2 separate regions of the Triticum aestivum genome follow, and region 1 is linked to region 2. The links are chromatin contacts, called in public Hi-C maps. All regions are on one chromosome and are shown on one strand. The core of a region is the stretch at or near the end of the contact, and the rest is flanking DNA. Distances in the headings are between cores, read along the strand shown.

Evidence for each region. A called contact is a pair of places that touch in the nucleus more often than the background predicts.
Region 1: a Hi-C map of leaf shows a contact between it and region 2, with 4 times the contacts expected there. The contact joins the promoter of LOC123098070 here to the enhancer-like site in region 2. A contact is called at or near these places in 3 of 5 Hi-C or Micro-C datasets (all in leaf) and 1 of 1 datasets of contacts at active chromatin or transcription factors (leaf).

The regions. Positions count from the first base shown.
Region 1 is chr4D:384,239,607-384,243,237 of IWGSC CS RefSeq v2.1, reverse strand. LOC123098070 (histone H4) reads left to right here and starts at 2,151. Exons shown (of 1, transcript XM_044519946.1): 1 at 2,151-2,674. The coding sequence starts at 2,234. The coding sequence ends at 2,545. It overlaps LOC123098069 (filament-like plant protein 4), which reads right to left. Exons shown (of 6, transcript XM_044519945.1): 6 at 3,484-3,631.
Region 2 is chr4D:383,861,201-383,864,940 of IWGSC CS RefSeq v2.1, reverse strand. No RefSeq gene overlaps it. Among protein-coding and RNA genes, the nearest start is that of LOC123098068, 110 kb to the right of the region's middle. Within about 2 kb of position 2,185, at least 3 of the 8 cell types and tissues checked have an H3K27ac peak or open chromatin away from gene starts, as enhancers often do. A contact at or near this core is called in leaf, where this site is marked.

The DNA.
Region 1 (3,631 bases), core at 902-3,401, 380 kb before region 2:
GGTCTGCCTTGAATAGAACGCATTTGTGAGTGTAAAAAACACATTTGTAGTTGAAAAAAGAAAATCATTGGGCCCACCAAGAGTGACAACAACAATGGTTGACGTGCCTACTGCGATCCAGACTTCGAAGGTAGCCTTGCCTTAGTCGTGTGAGGCCAGATCTACATCAATACTCACAACCCTAGTCAACCATCGCAACACCAAACATTCTCGTTTAGTGGGCCAGGCACAAAATTTCAGGAGCTCCTAGTTGACGCCCGTGTGTGTCAACTAGGGGTGCCTTCGCTGAAGGCAAGCCTAGTGGGTCCCCACTATGCTCCGCATGTTGTTCTTTTGTTCAGTTTTGTAGTAGTTGTTGTTTTTTTGTTTTTTAGGAGTTGGATATTTTTAAGAACTATTGAAAAATAGAAAACATATTTTAGAAACTTTTTCAGTATGTGTTATATAAAAAAGTTTACCATATATAAAAATGTATTTAGTGTGTATTTATAAAATATTCATCGTATAATTTGAAAAGTCCATCATATATTAAAAATGTTCAATGTATCTAACAAAAATAGTCATCATATATTATAGAAAATTGTCAAGTGTGTATTTTAAAATGTACAACATATACTAAAAAAGTTTAGTGTGTTTTTGGAAAATGTTCACCGTATATTGAGAAAAAGTTCAGCGTATATTGCAGAACCTATATAAAAAGTATTAAAAAAGTAAAAAGGAAGAAAGCTCAACATCTAAAAAATAGGAAAAAATAAGAAGAAACGAAACAGAAAACTATACATATTTTTGTTTTTGAAAAATGAAAGAGCTGGAAAAAAAAAGACAGCCGAAAAGGCCGGCCCGTCTGGAGGCTGGCTTCAGCGAAGCGACGACTGTGTATGCCGCCCGCGGCGGCATAGGATTGGCCCAAAATTTCCATCTCCCCCGAGAATGCACAGAAATTCCCGCTCAGAGCATCTTCACTAGGGCCCCGGGACGCCCCAAGCACTTTTTTTTAGCACCGGCGGGTAAAAAACGTCCCAGTCAGGCCCCCAAAACGTCGTTTTGCGCCGGATTTTGCAAAAATTAGCGCCGGCACGCCCACCCCGCACCCAGCCCGCCAGGGGCAGCTGGGGACGCCGGCATATGCTTTTTGCAGGCGCTGCCCCACTTGCCAGCCCCTCTCTCTCCCGTCTCCTCTCCTTTTTCTCTGTTCTTTCTCCTCTCTCCTCTCCTTTTCCTTCCGGGTGTGGGCCAGCCCTCTCGGGTTCCGGCCGGAGCGGCACCTGGCCGGCGACGACGCCACCATGGCGCTCAGTGAGCCGGAGCTGCGGTTCGTGTCCTTCAGCACCGGGCGGCGGGCTGCCCCGGGATCGCGCTGGGCACCCTCTTCACTGTCATGTTGTTCGCGCGGCTCCTGCAGGGGTTCACCTGGAGCTTGCCGCCCGGCGTGGACGGCGTGTGCCCAAGATCCTCTCCGACCTGGGATTCGACGCGGAGCAGAAGCTCCTTGAGAGCTGGAGATCCACATCAGCCTGGAGCTGAAGAACACGCTGGACAAGATGGCGGCCCTGCCGCGGCACACCCGGGAGGATGTGGAGGACATCCTGGACGGCGGCTTGGAGCGAGGCCGACGAGGCGGTCCAGCAGGCGGCGGAAGCCCCGGTCGAGGATGGTACGGCGCAGCGGCTTGTCTCCCTCCGCGCAGCGCACAACGAAGACGGCGTCGGAGATGGAGGGGAGGACGGAGACGGCGCCGGTGAAGCTGTGGCTCCTCTGCTCCGCCGGCTCGCGCTCGCGCTCTGCGGCTCTGCTCAAGCTCGGCGGCGAGGCCGGGCCGGCCGTGGCCTGGAGCGGGCGCGGCCTGGGCACGGCTTGGGGGTGGACACGGCTGGAAACTTTTTCACCCCCAAGCCAAAAAAATCCGCCGGCAGCCCTCCAAGCGGTGAAAAAATTGCCTTCTGGCGGGCTCAACGGCTGGAGATGCTCTCAGCCCTTCTTCCTGATTTCCATTTGGCCCGGGCAGCCTTGATCCGCGCGCCTACCGCTCGACCAATAGGAACCAGCCCCGCCTCGATCCAACGGCCAAGGCCATCGCGCTCGCCCCTCACGCGGATCGCTCCCCGATCCAATGCCTCCCGCGCCCTCCTCCAGCTCTATATATCCCAAACCAGCCAATACCAAGCAACAGAAAACAAAATCCCCAAATCCATCTTCGTCCCCGGGAAAGAGAGAGAGAGAGAGAGCAGCGGAGATGTCTGGGCGCGGCAAGGGCGGCAAGGGGCTCGGCAAGGGCGGAGCGAAGCGGCACAGGAAGGTGCTGCGCGACAACATCCAGGGCATCACGAAGCCGGCGATCCGGCGGCTGGCGCGTCGGGGCGGCGTGAAGCGCATCTCGGGGCTCATCTACGAGGAGACCCGCGGCGTGCTCAAGATCTTCCTCGAGAACGTCATCCGCGACGCCGTCACCTACACGGAGCATGCGCGCCGCAAGACCGTCACCGCCATGGACGTGGTCTACGCGCTCAAGCGCCAGGGCCGCACCCTCTACGGCTTCGGCGGCTAGGCTTTCCGTTCCTCGTAGCGGCTTGTTTGCTGGTGGTGTGGTGGTGGTAGTTTGGTGTCGAATGTTGTGTTCCTGATGTAACCGTGCCCTGTTGCAGTGAAGTAAATCCTGGTGTCTTATTTGCAAGAATGCCGTGATTGTGCCCCTTTTAATCCAATGTCAGATATGCGTGCGCTTCTCTTTTGCGGCTTATTTCTTCTTTGGATAATTGCTTTGCTCTGGTTATTGCAGCTGCAGTGGCATGCCAGTGGTGTTGTTCTAGACAACTGCAAATTATGCACGTTCCGGCTGAAAGTCTGAAACTGCCAAATTGGTGATGACGCTTCAACATGTTCGCACAAGTAAATATCGGCGGTGCTTTTTGCCTTGTCACCTAGGATTGTAAACTGGCAAGACTTTGCGTTTGTTGTGTTTTCTGGATTGTTGAGAAAGAAAACTAGGCGCTTGGTTTTGCTGTTTTTGAATTGCTATAGGACTTTGTACAATACTAGGTGCTCAGAAAAATGAATCGGATCTTTCTAAAACACAGGTGCCTATTTTTAGAGTAAATGCCTAATTAAGCATGTATCCTGTACAAATAAGCACTGATGCTTAAGAAAACCTGATTTATTTCTTCAAGCACCTCTCTCCTAAGTACTCCCTCTGTAAATAAATATAAAAGCGTTTAAATCACTACTTTAATTATCTAAACGCTCTTATATTTGTTTACAGACGGAGTACCTTGCATTGTGCAAGGTCTAAGCAGTCTTCCAGCAGTAAGGATGTAGTATGAGTAACATAGAAGACACAAAATGGACAACAAAAATCTTTCTTCAGATTTTGACACTGATAAACAGATATGAACACAATGATAACCTTCAAATTGATGCAGGTTAACTTAGCTGTACATGAAGCCAGTTTTGGCACCAACGACATACACAGACTACTTCACAAGAGAATGGAACACAAACAAACAGCAGCTCTCTTCTTCATGCAGGTAAGCACATGTACAGTGAGGTTTTAGTGAGGTTTCAGACAAACAGCAACCCAGAAAAAACTCTAGCAGAAGATAACGACAGCTAACACACTCTCACACACACACAACCT
Region 2 (3,740 bases), core at 936-3,435:
CTTCACCTTTCGGGCGGGTCGACGGCCAGGCCGCCGGAACTCAGCGGGGCGTCGGCCATGGACGGGGGAGAGAGGGGGCGGCGGGAGGGACGTGGGAGGGTTTGGGGGAAATGGCGCCAAATGGGCGTGGGGGGTGGGGGTGGTTTCTCCCACCGACAGGCAGGCTAGGGGAGGACAAGCGCGCGCGTCCCGCCCGTCCGCGCGCTGTTCGTTTCACCCCAAAATCGACGCAAACTTGGGCCCGGGATGGGTAAAAAACGGACACAAAGTGGACAAAAGTCCGTTTGCGCCCGCACGCTGGGCCGTCTCGTTTGTCCCTTTTACCCCAAACGGACGGGGGCAGACAGGATAGGGTCGCGCGGTGGAGTCGGCCTCACTCGGCAAGCTGGTAGCGCAACAATTTATGCTAGCCAAATTTTCGTCGGTTTGCCGGCTCCATGCACGCGTGTTGTGACTGTGATCATGTGATCCTGTGATCGGAAAGACCACGCCGGTGGCAGCGTTCAGTAGTTATCTAATTTGCAGGTCAGGAAAGACGGGCAGGAGGATCATCTCAATCATCGTGCGGCCGATTTGGCTCGATTTGCTTGCGCCTTTTCTAGTTCTAACGATTTGCTTGCTCCTGGAACCGCAGCTACCGCAGCTAACGGGGGATATCATCTAACTGCTGCATTCCAACCAAGAATATGATATCAAGGTCAGGCATGGCATGAATGGCTCGATCAGCAGCTCTGGTTGAGGAAATGGAGGCACTCATGCCTAATGACTTGTGTTCGAATTTTCATTTTTTTTTGCGAGGTGCTTATGTTCGATTCAGACACGAAAACATTTTAAGGCACTGGCCGCAGATACAGATGTTCGGACATGGTTGCTGTCACCTAAGGGGTGCTCAACTGCCATGGCATGGCGCGTACTCTGCAGCCGTGTTCTCTCGATCGACACCTAGCCATATCCTAGCGGGTCATTGTACTAGCCAAACAGTGGTATATTACGGAATGTACGGCATACTTCAGACAGTACAACAACTACTAGTAGCAGAAGCGCAAGATGCGTATACTGTGCGTGATGGATGGAAGCACGCAGCGGGGTGCGGCAGTGCATGCTGAGAGACCTGATTTTCACCAAGCTGTCGATCGCACACAAACTGTTCGTACGCCGAACGAGCGGGGTCGGGGATATAGTTTACGAGTAGTTTATTTGATTGAAGGAGATGGATCGAGGGGAGTTGGACGGGGCCCCGTTCGGCCTCCTCTCTCGTGCGTGCGTGCGGACGAAGGGAACCACCGAAAAACAGGAGCGTCGTCCATAAATTTCTGCAACTCCCCGGACGCGTGTTTCCGCCACGTCCAGCCTTTCTTTCAGGGCAAGGCCCATCTGATCCGCCAGATGGAAGAAACATTGGCGCATGCATGCATGCATGCATGCAGGGCTGGACGAGTGGCAGGCAGGAGGACTTGGGCGTCCAGTCCAGCTCATCGTTTCAATGGTTTCAAGAATACGCCAATATAATTGTACAAGAATATGCTATCGTTTTCCTGCGATTTTTCATGTTTAATAAGCATAATAAGCACTCTATCTATCCTCGAAGGACCTAGCAAAAGAAGATCGTGTTTCGCTGTGTAAACAGAGCGAGCTGTGCCCTTGGGCTGCTCTTTCAGTGGGTTGTTTGGTCAGTTGAGTTGGGCAGCTCATCTTCCGGTCAAATACAGCACCCAACTCCTGATTAGGATGTCCGGCAAGTCGAAACGTGATTTTTATTCAGTGGTTCCAGCACCGAGCAAAACCGTGTAAGTTCAGTTCAGTTTGGACCTTGGCCCAAACGCGTCCCTGGTAACTGCACCCAAGACAGGATTCTTATTACGTTCGCTTCAGATTTTGCAAGGGACTACTCGGGCTGCGATGATCTGGCCATCAGCATTTGTGATCCCTAAATCCCGCCTATAGGTCTTGCTCACGTGCCGACAATGCAGGCCGTTCGTACGTGCAGGTGCAGGCACAGGTACGAGTGCAACAGTGTGCTGGCGAGTTACGGCCGGACGTCAAAGTCCGATGTGAGGCGCCCCGATCGAGCGTGCGACAGCGATGTGAACGCGGGGCAATCATCGTCCTGACAGCAGCCTGCCGCCTCTTGTTCGTTGCGCGGTGCCCGCTACATCTGGCCGGGTGGCGACGCCGCGGCCGGTGACCGACTGACTGGTATCGGATGGTGCCGTGTGGTGTACGTACTAGTATATACGACCTCGCGGAGGACGTGGAATAATTGACGCTCTCGTTGCGAGCTGAAACATCCCTCCCTCGTCGTCATGGTGCTAGCTAGGGGTCGCGATAGCCAGCACAGCCGCCACTTCATCGTCGCTGCCATCTCATCTGCTTGCGACTTTCTGGTTCTAGCATGCCTTTCAGCCGTTCAGTTGTGAACTGGATTGGCACTCTGTCTGAAGAAATAGTAACGCGCACGCTACGCGGTGCTACTCCAGCTTTCCGCCCGGCAAGTGGCGGGAACAGGAACGAGCAGGGATGGGCTGGTTTTACAATCCCCGTGCGTGCGTCGGGCCACCCTGTACGCGGTACCATGTCGGTTCTCCCCCGGGCGTTGGCGTCGGTGATCCACGATTTGGTTGGATCGGTCGAGCCTCCGCTTCCTCTCGAATTTCTCCGTCCTCCGTACGCGACGCTGTCTCTTTCGGCAATTTACCGCGGACAGGCGTGGCCGGTTGCAGGCGGACGCGTCTCATCAACGGCGCGCGTGCGCCAACACGCCCCGGGCGCCAGGCTTGCAGTCGTTCGCTCTAGGTGATCCCATCCACCATGAGAACCGGCTCGACCAACTTCCTCAACTTGATTTTACTCGACCAACCGAACAAATCAGACAGGCTTTTGAACACATTATCGTTGTTCTTGAACGGCAACGGCAGGATGGGAAATCATCGGTTGGTGAATGGATCGCCGTCAGACTGAAAACAAAGCGCCCAGATAAACCTACTTTAACGATAAAGCCCGCTTGCCCTACATGCCCAACGAATGGCTCAAACCTCCACAAACCCAACCCTTTGGAGATTGCCACTCGCCAACTAATAATGCCTCACATCAGCTCAGTCATGCCAGTCAGTTGATGGACTTGTTCCAACTGATCAAAGCTTTTCTTAAAGACTTGGTTAGCACCAAAATAATTTACTCCATCCATACCACAGCCCGTAAATAATCAGCTTTGCAAGACAATCTGACAGTGACACTGATGAGCGGTTGTTGAGGGACAGTGAGAGACGCATCTCCCTCCAATCAGGCGACTGGAGCTCTGTACCTTCTCAGCGCGCGGTGTTAACCGGAGGATGCAACTCCTGGCTCGACGGCCGGCTCGTCGGCAGCTACTCTGCATTCTGTCCTCCCTCTTTCGATGGAACAAACTGTAGACCGTGCGGTTTGGATTCGAGGGTCATTCATCTGCACGGCTGGACTGGTGCTGATTGAACAGCGACGAGGGACAGGGTGCTGAATTTTTTGCCTTCATTGTTTGCTCCGTGAGCCAAAATTAACTGCGCACGCACAGGCTGCTGCCGCGCTGCCGCTAAGGTTGGTCCATGATTGACAGGACAGCGACTCTCACCCAGAAAAATCAATGCGCATCGTGATTGGATCATGATTGTCTTGCCGGTTATACGTACTCCTACTAGCTAGCTGAGTTAGCTCTGTGAACGAACCGTGGTTGCGGTGTAACCAACTTTCTAAGGAGTGGTTCAGTT